Linked DNA regions of Hordeum vulgare: region 1 is linked to region 2. Evidence: chromatin contacts called from public Hi-C data. All regions are on one chromosome and are shown on one strand. Each heading gives the region's core, a stretch centred on a gene start, on an enhancer-like site or on the middle of the called end of the contact. The rest is flanking DNA. Distances are from core to core; before and after follow the strand shown. Region 1 has its middle 22 kb from the start of LOC123451652. Region 2 has its middle 5.1 kb from the start of LOC123420577.

Region 1 (6,014 bases), core at 1,507-4,006, 94 kb before region 2:
CCATATTTGGGTTGGATATGAATGGAGTCGGTTAGTCCGAGCATTTGAAACGGCTTTGAGAGGTCCAGTTGGGTTGCGTTTTTGTGACCGGTCGGTGATCATATAGCCCGTCCGAACGTTTGAGACGAGTATGAAAGGTCCGATTATAGATGCTCTAAACATCATCTAGACAAAAATAGGTGCCACGTATTTTTCACATCAGCACTTATTTTTAATGGGCCCTAGCACCTATGGTCCAAAGTCTAAGAACTGTTAGGCTGGTCATAGTGATGACATCTTATAGCTTGTATCATTCATTTAGAAATAGCAAACATGTTGATGTAGCAGAGAACTAAAAGAGACAGAAATGATTAGAATGACATAGATAGATACTGTATAATGTTAAATGATATGCTACATTATGTCATGCATGAGAATACATAAGATCATATATTATACAACTCTATGATATATATTATAAAGATAGTATTATACATTAATACTATATGCATAATACTAGTATATGATATTCCCCACTACGAATAGCCTTAATGGTCCATATAATTGGCAATTTGGCATAAGTGATCTCCATCTCTACTAATCTTGCCCATATCCCTAGGTTAACGTTTTTAGGTCTACATCACTATAGGTGCGGTTGGACCATTGTCCTGAAAATCTTCTCTCTCCCAGCACCATATATATGAGATATGACGTTGCTTAATTCCTAACTCTTCCAGCAATCATTCCAATTAAATAATTCAGCTTCTGCATTTGCCAGAGATTGATACTCAGCTTATGTATTTGATATTGACAATGTGACTTGTTTTCTAGCATTTCACGCAATTATGTCATGTCCAAGAAATACATTAAGACCCCCAATTGATTTTCAATCAACGCTACAGCCCGCCCAATCAACATAAAAAAAAGGCAATAAACAAAAGTAGAGTTAGAACGCCTAAACTGAAGTCCCAAATTTATAGTATGCTTAACATATGGTACAATTTGCTCAATGGCTATCTAATGGGTGGCGATAAGTATACACGTACACATTGACAAACCATCTTAACATATATTTGGTCTTGACAAAGTCAAATATTATCGTGCTCCCACAACAGTTCTATATTTTGTGCTTTCGTCTTTCTGAAGGCCCCCCCTTCATATACTGGAAGATTTTTTGAAGAGGACACATGTGTGGATGAGAGCTTGCAGTCCTTCATCACCATGCGAGCTAGAACTTCAGCATTCCTGATTCAGTACTAACAGTCAATGCCATTTTTATACCCATTAACAGTCAACGCCATTTTTACCTCTTTGATCTTGTAGAAGGTCCCAGGTTTTGTGCCTCATGAATAAGAGTATCATTTATCCATTGTGGTTTTCATCTTGGGTCTCCAAGTGCATCATTTAATTTTGTTGCTTATTTTGCAATATCTAACATGCCACATTGAATATATAATGCCATATGTTTATATGGGTTAAAGTTTGATCACATATTTAACTAGCAAAATAGTAATACATGTCATCAAAGATTACATTTGTTGGATTCGTATTTGATAGTTCTTCAATTGTATTTCCTCCGTCTCAAAATAACTGTCTCAACTTTACACTAGCTCTAGTATAAAGTTATACTAAGCTTAAGAAACTTATTTTGAGACGGAGGAAGTATTATTTTCTACACATAACCTGTATTTAGACAGGCGATCTCTTTGATCCAGTCCGGTCCGGTCTGGGAGGAGATGATGATACACGGCGAGTCGACAAGATTCCTTGAAGATCTTGGCGCCAGTTTTTTAAAGTATTTGCGACAGATGAGTTTTCCATGAAGAAAAGTAAACGAAGGAATCATGAGCGTCCATACCAGCCTAGGGTCGATTCCAACACCGAGCTAGGGGAATCAGGGAGTGTCGACTTGGAGTCGAAGCCAGGGATTAATTCTCCGGCCCGCAAAAAAGAAAAGAAAAAAGAGAATCATTATTCGTTCATTCATGCGGGTTGTTGATTACCTTTGACACCGTTTGATCACGTCAGTTTCAACACTCATACTACTGCTCCACGTTTGATCATCAGGATTTGTCGTCAAGGAAGAAAAATATCATGAGAATGAGCACTTTTTACTTTGACTTGATGCATCAATCTTCAATGTGCCAAGAGACAGAACTAGAACAGCAGATGCTCTGCTCCACCATTGAGGGGGTACAAATTCATTCGCATGCAGTGAAAATCTTAATGATGGTAAGCTAGATTTTTTTTTTTTGCATTTTTTTTACCAAGGAGGCCTGGGCCCGCAGGACAGTGTGCAGTGAACACCCACTTCCTAGTTCCCTGCCTTGGTTTCGCGGCCAGTTTTCTGAAACTGCAGACGATTTGCTCGCATTCAGCAGGCCAGCCGACGGGGACACAGACCAACCGACCGGAGCACGGCTGACGGCTCCATTCCCATCACGCGGCGGTGCGGCGTCGCCTAGCTAGCGCCGCTAGCTAGGCGATCGACGACGACGAGGCGTCTGCTCTCCAGCCGGCGTGCAACTCGTAGTGTTACGCGTGTGGCGTTGGCAAAACGCATGCAGATGCAGGTCGCTTGTGCCGCGGCAGCTTTCGAACGTATGAACGCCGGGCGTGGGAACGCATGTGCCATCAGCCATGTTTGTCGGTCCTCACTCATAGTATATCGCACGAGTGCAACAGCGATTAATTAGTATCTGTCGCTGTCTGTGATCCCTGAAACATTCATGTCGACAGCAACAGATCGGCCGACGCTGATCTGCTACTAGCCACGCACTTGACGCCATCGATCTCCAGCCAGCCATTTTTCCCGGGAATTGCACATTTCCACAAGCAGTACGTCGATCGTCAGATGACAAAAGAGAGAAATTAAGTGTGAAATTGTAGCGGTCATAGGGTGTGAGCTGTGAGCCGCGACAGCAAGAAGCATGGTGTAAACTGCTGCCCCTGCAGCAGCGACATCAACACGCTTACACACGCGGCACTATCTTGTCCGACTGTCATCAGACGCTACGTGTTCATAAGATTTCAACATGTTGACAGTAAGGACTAAGGAGATCCGGGACTTACGGCTTAGAACATCTACGTCCGGATTCTTCAAACCATCATGGACTAAAGAGAGAAGGAAGAAACCGATCTAACCTAATCTCTCATATCACCCGTATTTGTTGGGGCTATTTATGAACCATCATATTCAGGATAAATATAAAAATGATATAGGGACTTGTGGATGCATCCGGTCAATCTGTCGTGTAGGACGCAACCTCACGTCGAACCATTTTTTTTGTATGCATTGTTTTCTTTTTTATTCTTTTCATCTTCACCAATCACGTGCAAGTGACCGGACATATGAGGAAGAAAAAGAAAAATATGATTGCACGAACGAACAAATACGGGTTCAAAACAGACATGATCGGTCACTGACCGGATGCATCCACGACGTTTGAGGTGTTGAGCTAGAGATACACGGCGATTGTATATGCTCTTAGGAAACACATGCGTTAGAGTATCTACATCCGTGATTGGCTAATTCGGCCCCTCAAACACCCACCGACGTGTTCGGGTCTGTGAGTAGGAACTGACCGGGCACGTCTCATGTTTGCCTTTTCACATCCGTGTATCTCATACAGGACATCATATATTCATACTACACATGCAACGTTGAGCTACTCTACGTGATCAAACATCAGACAATAAAATCGGATGCTAACAAACATAAGATTGACATCAAACATCACACAAATTAAAAGATCATCTTAAGTTCACCGGATATAGCTCTTAAATTTCTACAACTAAAAACAACATAAAGATATCGGGGGTGGGGGGGTGGGGGGATGACCACTTCCTCTTCGAGCCTTTGCAGTTTCAGTCGTTGGCACAACTGTAGCCATCCGCGGCTGGTGGAGGGTCTTGGTCGTCGGAGGAGGAGGTGCCGCTATCCCCATCATCGGAATCGAAGAGGACGATGAGCCCCTTCATCCGATGGACCACCCTCTCCCGCTCCCGCTTCAACTTGGCGATCTGAGCCGCCTCCGCCGCTGCCTCCTTCGCCACGAGCTCCAACTGCTCAATAGCAAGCCGGAGTGCGTTGGCGTTCTTCCGTCGGAGGCGGGGAACGTCCGTCTCTGCCGTTGAGACCGGCGGTACACTCATGCGAGGAGGTGTCCGTCCTCATTAGGCTCTACCGGCATACTGCGACGGCGACAGTCGGACTGCTCACTGCTTCCCTCTCCTTTGCACGCTGCCTCTCGTGACAGGCGGCGCGCGCCTCCGATTCTAGAGTGGACGTGCGGGCTAGCGGAGCGGGCACTAGAACCCATCGCTGCCCGCTTGGGGAAGCAACCGACAGGGGAAGAAGACGTCACGGGGCCGGTGCGGGCTGCGCTATCTTGTTGGAGCTACACACATGCCAGGAGGGTCCAGCTTTGGCGAGGGAGCCACGGCGACGCTGCAGATTCAGAGCTGTCGCCGGTGTCTAGCTTGTACTGCTCCAAGGCAATGTGGAGACCCAACTCCTCGTCGTAGTCGACGTCAGAGTTGTCGGAGTCCGAGCGACTGCCGGATTTCGACATCGGAGTGGATGTGATCGAAATTGGAGAGGGAAAGGAGAGGGTGGAGCGAGAGCGAGTGAGCTAGGACGACACTAGTACTCCCATCCATATATTGGTTTCATAACTCTCTCTGTATAATGCTCCCATCCACATGCATTCCTCCTTAAATGTGATGCGTGTCTTTTTTAGTTAGTTAGTAGAAAACTGTTTTGCATGGCCTTTATAATGATTGCTTTAAAGGGAGGATAAGCTATGATATAATTGGCTAAAAAATCTGAAGGGACTAAGAGCTACTACAACAGGACGCCTCAAACGCCGGCGGTCACTGCATGGGCGCCTCCACGGAAGTTTAGGCGGCATATTTGTTATGTCCGACTGTAGATGCTCTAACATCCCTGGCCCACTCACCTCATGTCTTGGTTGTAGAGCTCTTCCTAGCAATCTCAATACACCAGACCGGGGGTAGTATTGTCATTTGCTAACACACTAAATAGGATTTGCATGTTGCTTTTTAAAAGTTATTGACATGGAAAATTTACATAGTGGTTGGCTCTTCCCAATCTTCCAAATGGGCCAAACAAGGGTAATTATGACAATTAATTTTTGATTTAATATTCTTCATCCAATCTTCATACACCTAGGTTATGATGCAACTCCTTCAACTACCCACGTTGGAAGTAACATAGGTAGTAACACACTCCTTGTGTACCACAATATTTGTTGTTGGGGAGAACTAGACTATTTCTTCTCAACAACAAATATTTAGGAACAAAGGGAATAGATGTCACCTAAGCGAAAAATATGACGTGACAACTAATGAATGAGAAAAGATAAAAAATGAGTGACATAGCTAGTTACTCATACTATGAGGCTGGCCATAGTGGTGGTATCTTAGCTAGTATCATGCACTTGGGAATTGTAAACATGCTGACGTGGCAGAGAATTAAAGATGAGAGAGAGGATTAGAGTACCATGGATAGATATTGTATCATGTTAAATCTTGTATCATTTTGTGTCATGCATGTCAATAAATAAGACCATATATGATACTACTCTATGCTACTAGGCACTATGAAGACAATACCATACACTAGTGTCATATGCATGATACAAGTATATGATACTTCCCACTATGAGTAGCGTGAGTAACATAACACATATCAAGACAAGATGAGTCTACAAACTAATAAATGAAAGGTTCAATGTTACTACGCCCTCTGATGGGGTTATAGTCCTAGGGTAGGGTCATAGGCCTGCCCTATGGGTCCTACCCAAGGACTACCCTTCATAAAGCATAAGGCCCTTAGTCAGTTCCGACTGAATTAAGGACTTCCCATCATCCAGTCGGTGACGATTCCAGCATCATCCAGTTGGAGATGAGCATTCGGAGCATATCAAACTTACCGACTCGATTCCACTCTGTACATCGTAACCCCCCTGGAGGGCAACAGTCATACGTTTCTATGTACCTTTATTAGCATT
Region 2 (6,393 bases), core at 2,400-4,899:
TGAGTGGTTCCATCTGCACGTATGAAAGTCTAGGAAACAAAGATAATGAAACGAGTAAATAATTTGAAAACAAGGAAACAAAACAATTTACAAAATGGGAAATATATGGCATAAAGGTGTTTTTTGTAAAAGAAACTTTGTAAAATCTCAAAAGGTAAATGGCAGAAGAATATTTATTTTGAAGTCGTGTCCCTTTAGGCTGTGGTACATTAAAAAAATGAGGAGCATTCACCAAAAAAATGTAACCGCGTTTAGCTTATGCCTACAGTAACATGCCGGTGCCTTTGCAAGCTGCAACGGTTACTTTTAATAGCATCTCCAGTTGAACTTAGCAAATCTGACCCCTGATATTTGTAAACATGCTCGATTAGCAATCGTACATGTTTGTTTTGAGTTCCCAATTATCTGTCTATAGAGCCACACTCCTTGTTAGCTTTTTATATGTCCGATCATTTACACATGATTGATGAAGTTAAAAAACAGAAAAAAAAATAATGAAAAGAGAGAAAAAAATAAATAAAGAAAAATGATGATTATATGTCTTATGTGACGGACTGACTGGGTATATACGCAAGACCTTATATTATGACAGTGTTTTTCTTCAATATGAGAGATCCGATTAGAATTAGATTATTCTTTTTCGTTTCCTTTTTTGTTCAATCAATGACCAACCATCCATGAACATACATGAGGCCTCGTTTGGTTAAGACGGATTGGGAAGGGTTTGAGAGGAAAATTCCCGAGGGCCCCAGAAACCCCACAGATCCTCGCGCGCCCATTTGGTAGGAGGGGTTTGCTTAGCCCAATCCCCTCCGTTCCCCTTCAATCCCTTCCTATCCATGTGTTTCAAAACCCTCCTCGGGGACTAGTGGAAGCAAAACCCCGGGGATTTAAGAGGATTGGGTGAAACAAAGGGATTCACCCAATCCCTTGAAATCCCTCCCTCTCAAAACCTCCCCAATCCCCCTTAACCAAACGAGGCCTGAAGGATCTGAAGATGCCGGGGTGTAGATGCTTCAAGAAGCATGAACCCTCGCACCACGGACATAACCTTGTATCTAATCTCAGCTAGAATAGAAACATGTGTACGTCCCTGCCCGGACTCGTGCCCTCGGCCATTTCCATTTAGATGGACGCACCGTCCTTTTCATCCATTCCGGGCAGGGCGCCACCGCCACCGCCACCGCCAGCGGTGGTTGATGGGTACGTGCTCCATCGTCGGCCCGCCCCCGTAAACTTTGCTCACCGGATTTTTGGGTAACCATCAGTGTCGTTCCGGGCTAAAATGAATAACGAATTAGTAGTACGTAAGTGAATTGACTTGGGCATTTTATTTTATTTCCCTGCATTGGAGTGCCACCGAGAAGAGAGGAAAACGATGGGTAGATCTAAGGTGGATTTCATGGTTTCTTCTACTAGGGCTAGGATGATTAGCCCAAGGCTGGCTGATTGACAAGTTGTTGTCCAAGAACGTCTATAGCCGGACGTTTCAAACCCTGCTTTCACGTTTGGATGGACGGATCGGTCAATAATCGATACAAAAATTAACCTAGACGGATGCCCAAACGTCCAGTCTGATTGATAATATTCAGTCTAACTATAGTCCGGATATGGGTAGCTCAGCCATGACCGGACGCGTCCGTTATGTCGGACATGACGGACCCGATAACCCGACCCGGCCACATATTGCATCAAATCACCCCCTCCTCCCGAGCTACCCATCCCATTTGGTATCTCTTCTTTTCTTTTTTATTCGCACGGGACGTCTCATAGCTCCAATGCCACCCTTACTCCACCATTGTTCCAAGCCTCAGCTTTGACAACACCGGCACAGCCGTCCCTCCATCCGAGCTCACCGCATGGACATCGTTGCCGACCCGGACGCCACTGAGGTACGTCCAACAACTTTCGGGCTGCACCTTGTCCTTGATGTGTTCGATACACTGTCCGACCATGTTTGTTTTTATAAATTTGTAGGGATAACAGTGGATTACGATGCTTCAGCGGAGAAGGTGTATGGACCAATGGAGCCTTATAAAATAATTGAAAATGACTTCTTTGATTCGTTTGAATCAAACGAAGAAACAGATATGATCATGCTCAGAGAAAATTGACTGACAAGGTGAAGCATATTCTGAACTTCAAGGCCTCAATTAAAGGGAGAAGAGTTAATGATCGCGATAGTGTCTCTGGAGCGCGACTGTTGTAAAGGGGCTACTTTGCTCAGGACCCAAATTTTCTGGATAATCCATGGTTTCACGAGCGTTTCAGATGCACAAACCATTGTTTTTGCACGTTGAGTTGAGACACATGGTGATTACTTCAACCCCACTAGGGATTGTAGCGACCAACTTTCTTTCCACGCTAAGCAGAAACGCACGACTGCTTTGTGGATGGTTGCACTTGTTATTGCAGCCGATGTCATTAATGAGATGGTCCGAATGAGGGAGAGCACATGCGTGAAAACTACTGTTAGGTTTGTCGGCGCCATGATACAGGTGTTTGGAGCAGAGTATCTGAAAGAACCAAATGTGTACAACACATAATTTTTTTTAGCTATTGGAGAGGCAAGGGTTTTCCAGGTATGCTCGGATCAATTGCTTGCATACATTGGTAATGGAAGAACTGACCCAAAGGTTTACGAGGAATGTACCAATGTCACACCAAATAGGCCACCATTATATTCGAAGTAGTGGCATCACATGACTTATGAATTTGGTACGCTTTCTTTGAAATACCGGGTTCTCACAATGACACCAATGTGCTTTAACAATCTCCCTTATTAAGGAGGCTCTGTAATGGGGAATCGCTGCCGTGCAACAGCTTCGTTTGGTGCGACATGGGATGTTTGTGAAGCATTGTTTCCAGATTTGCTTCAGTTGCCTTGTGATTTCACATGGCTTACTTATTTTCGATGGGCGGCGTTTGTGAAGACAATATACGAACTACAAGGCAACAAACAAAACCACTTTACAACAATGCAGAAAACAGCTAAGAATGATGTGGAGAGGGCATTCGAAATGCTTCAACCTCGTTGTAGAATTGTTCGTGGAAATGCAATAATGTGACAAACAAAAAACTTCATGGCAGGTAATGGCATGTTGTTTTATTTTACATAATATGATTGTCAAGGATGAGGGTGATGAGTATGACAAACCAATGATATCGAAGCGCCTGAAGAACAAGTACAAACCACGGAAGATCAAGACGCAAAATAGTTTATGAACTTTTTACAGATGCATCAGAATGTCTGAGGTCATCATGTGTACGCACAGCTATTCAGTGATCTTGTAAAGCATATATGGATCCGCAACGGAAACTAAAGAGCTAATGTTTGAATTATTTTTATGTAAGATCTATGTATTTTTTATATTAATATTTATTATTTATGTGTGATATTGACGTGTATGATGGACGGGCATGTATTTAAGAATCTAAATTTAAGGTATATGAGTGTTGGGTAGGATATATAAATAGCAGTCCGGCGTATAGGGTGTTAGATTTGCCCACTAGTGACACGTCACTGACACCTAACGTTAGTTAGGCTGGGTGTGGTACCTAACCTAACCTAGCTAGCCTCACCTGCGTGTGTGATGGAGTCGCGATCAACCAGTCGGCCAATTAGTGTCCCTACGGACTAGTAATGCTATGGCCTACCTGCATGCTTCCCGTTGACGTACGACAGCATGACGCGAGTAGGAGTGCATGTACTGTATATAGTAGTAGTACGTACAAAGTTTCTTCATTGTCCAATGGGAATCGTTTTCAACCGAATCGTTCGTCCGGTCGCGCGCGGGCCGGACGCCTCGCTGGCAGATTGCAATATTTTTTCGTCAAATTTGCTGCAACCGTGTTTTTTTTGATACAAACGTTTTTTATACAATATTTTTTTCTGTAAATTTGTTGCAACCAGCGTTATATTTGCTGCATATATGTTTGGTTGCAACTTCAGTTCTTCGAATTTTTCGTTACAATCGATGTTTTTTACTTTTGCTACAACCGTGTTAATTTTTGCTACAACCGGTTGCATCGAAGGAAAAATATTGCATGAAGAATTGAAGATCCAACGGTGCGAACGCACGGGGTTGATGGATCGTGCGGTCCGCGTGCGGTCGGACAAAAGTTTCGACCGGCGCACCCACGTAGAGCACTCCCCTTGTCCAATCGTCGAGATGGTCAACCGGTGGTTGGTCAAAGTCAAGTGCGCCAAACCCAGGCAGACGCCATGGCATGCTGCCAATCAATCCGGATCCGGCCGGCATGTCGGGCAAGACCGCTGGAATATCTGCCTCTCAGCCCATTCCTCTCTGCATCCTTATGTGTGTATGTATCGCATGGCTGCGTTTGGGCTGGTAACTGGTGCTTCACGTCGCTAGCTGGCGTTATAAAATGCAGACAACGATGTTCAGAGGCACGCACGAGGACAGTACGTCGGCATTTGCGTGAGCACGCACGTACGCTACTAGCTACTCTCTCTGTATCTAAACAAATATTACTTGTAATATATTTTTCTTCTGCAACGTTAAATACTTGTAGTTGGAGAGAAACCAGCAGGCAGGCTACAAAACCCTTGTCTTCCAATTCCAACGGACAGTTTCTCCCGATGGAAAATTGATAATGCGAAATCACGGACGGAACCATAACAAAATCCCAGCGCCTCTACGCGCTAGGTTTCAGACCTCGCCGACGCCGCGCAGCTTACCATCTCTGAAGGCAGCAAAGAGACCAGAGCACCACACCAACCGATATCACCGTTGCAGCACCTCGCCCGCGTAGGCGCAAACTGACCAAGATAAGAGCAACTCTAGCAGACCCCGCAAAACACGCAGACCCGTAAAAATTCCGGCGAAGCGAGACGGAGGAGTACGACCGACGGTGCGCGTCCTTCTCCTCCACTAGATGTTCATGCGCCGGGAGCTCCTCCTCCTCCGGCGCGGGCCTTCTCCCCGTGAAGAGGGAGTGGTCAGAGGAGCCGGAGGAGCCGGACGAGTTCGACTTCGTCCCCGTCAAGGAGGAGCCCAAGGAGCCTGGTTCACTCGGCTGCCGCGGAGTCGTCGGGCCGGAAGACTATGTCGCCGACGTCGACGCCGTTGCGGCCGCCATCGCCAAGCGGAGCCTGCGCGAGGAGGCGGAGCACCGACGTCACGCCGAGGAGCTCGAAGACCTCGAGTGGCGGCAGGCGGTCGACGCCAACCTCGCCGCCAAGGAGAAGTACGAGGAGTGGCGCCGCATCCGCGAGGAGCAGACGGCGAAGTACATCGACCTCTGCAGCTCCGGCGAGGAGGATTGAGCGTCCTTCTCCTCCACGGCGTCGTCCATTTGCTGCGACCTCGCCGCCGTCAGATCCGACCCCCTCTAGTACTAGTATTAACGTAGTATGTAGTATGAACTATGTTTGTAGTGTGTTGATCATGATCTATGTTCTCTCACGAAAGTGTTTTTTTCAAATTATGCAGTTCTAGATACGGTTTCTATTCGGCCGCGCTAGTTTTCGACCCGCAAACGCGATCTTCGTGAAACCGCAAACCCGTTTTGCAGGTCAAGTTTTTGCGGGGTCTGCTAGAGTTGCTCTAACATGGATGGAGCGCTAGCTGAATTGCACAGAATAGAACCAAGCACCCACACGAAACCAACATTCTGAAAGAAGAAACTGAGCAAGATAACATGACACCCTGTTTGGAATGGGTGTAAGTTTTTACAGGTGTATTTCTTTTACATGTGTAAATTACAGGTCACCTCTTGATTTCTATATAGAATGAAAACGATGGAAGAAGGTCTGTATCTTAAACCGGCCAGAAACGAGCTGAAACACTAATCCAAACAGGTCCTGAGTGGAGTAGTATATATCAAACCTCACTAGAAACAGTGGCAAATACTCCCTCTGTCCGTCCGAAAATAAGCGACTCAAGTTTATACTAACTTTATTACAAAATTAAGTCACTTAATTTGGGACGAGGGAGTACTAGCTAGTGCCAAGCGACCATGATGATGAGATATACTCCCTCTAGTATATAGTGGCATGCATGTCATATCCACACTTGCTTTTGACTTATGAGCGTGGCTGGCTCAATGGCAAGTGACACTTCCCCACCCTCGGCAACTCCAAGGACTTGCGGGACCGAGCCTGAGATTTTCGGTTAAAATTGGCACAAAATCAGAGGCATAAAATTCAAAATTCAAGAAAATGTATCAACTGAGCAGGAAGGACAGAAGGTGGATCCTGGAATTTCATAAATCTTTAATCAGGGTAGGGTTGCGTTTATCTATAGTTGGATTTACATGTTTTTTCAAGGTAATGCAAAAAAGGCTAATGCAGTTTGTGCAGTTGGTGAGCCCAGAGAATAACTTAACAGTCATGGTGAGTTCAGAACAAAAACTGAGGAGTCATTTTGG

The links. Hi-C and Micro-C count contacts between places; a contact is called where the count stands out from the background.
Region 1: a contact with region 2 is called in a Hi-C map of leaf, with 2.5 times the contacts expected there. The contact joins two enhancer-like sites. A contact is called at or near these places in 2 of 6 Hi-C or Micro-C datasets (leaf and seedling).

The regions. Positions count from the first base shown.
Region 1 is chr1H:507,553,318-507,559,331 of MorexV3_pseudomolecules_assembly, reverse strand. No RefSeq gene overlaps it. Among protein-coding and RNA genes, the nearest start is that of LOC123451652, 22 kb to the left of the region's middle. Within about 2 kb of position 2,756, at least 3 of the 3 cell types and tissues checked have open chromatin away from gene starts, as enhancers often do. A contact at or near this core is called in leaf and seedling, where this site is marked.
Region 2 is chr1H:507,459,742-507,466,134 of MorexV3_pseudomolecules_assembly, reverse strand. No RefSeq gene overlaps it. Among protein-coding and RNA genes, the nearest start is that of LOC123420577, 5.1 kb to the right of the region's middle. Within about 2 kb of position 3,649, at least 3 of the 3 cell types and tissues checked have open chromatin away from gene starts, as enhancers often do. A contact at or near this core is called in leaf and seedling, where this site is marked.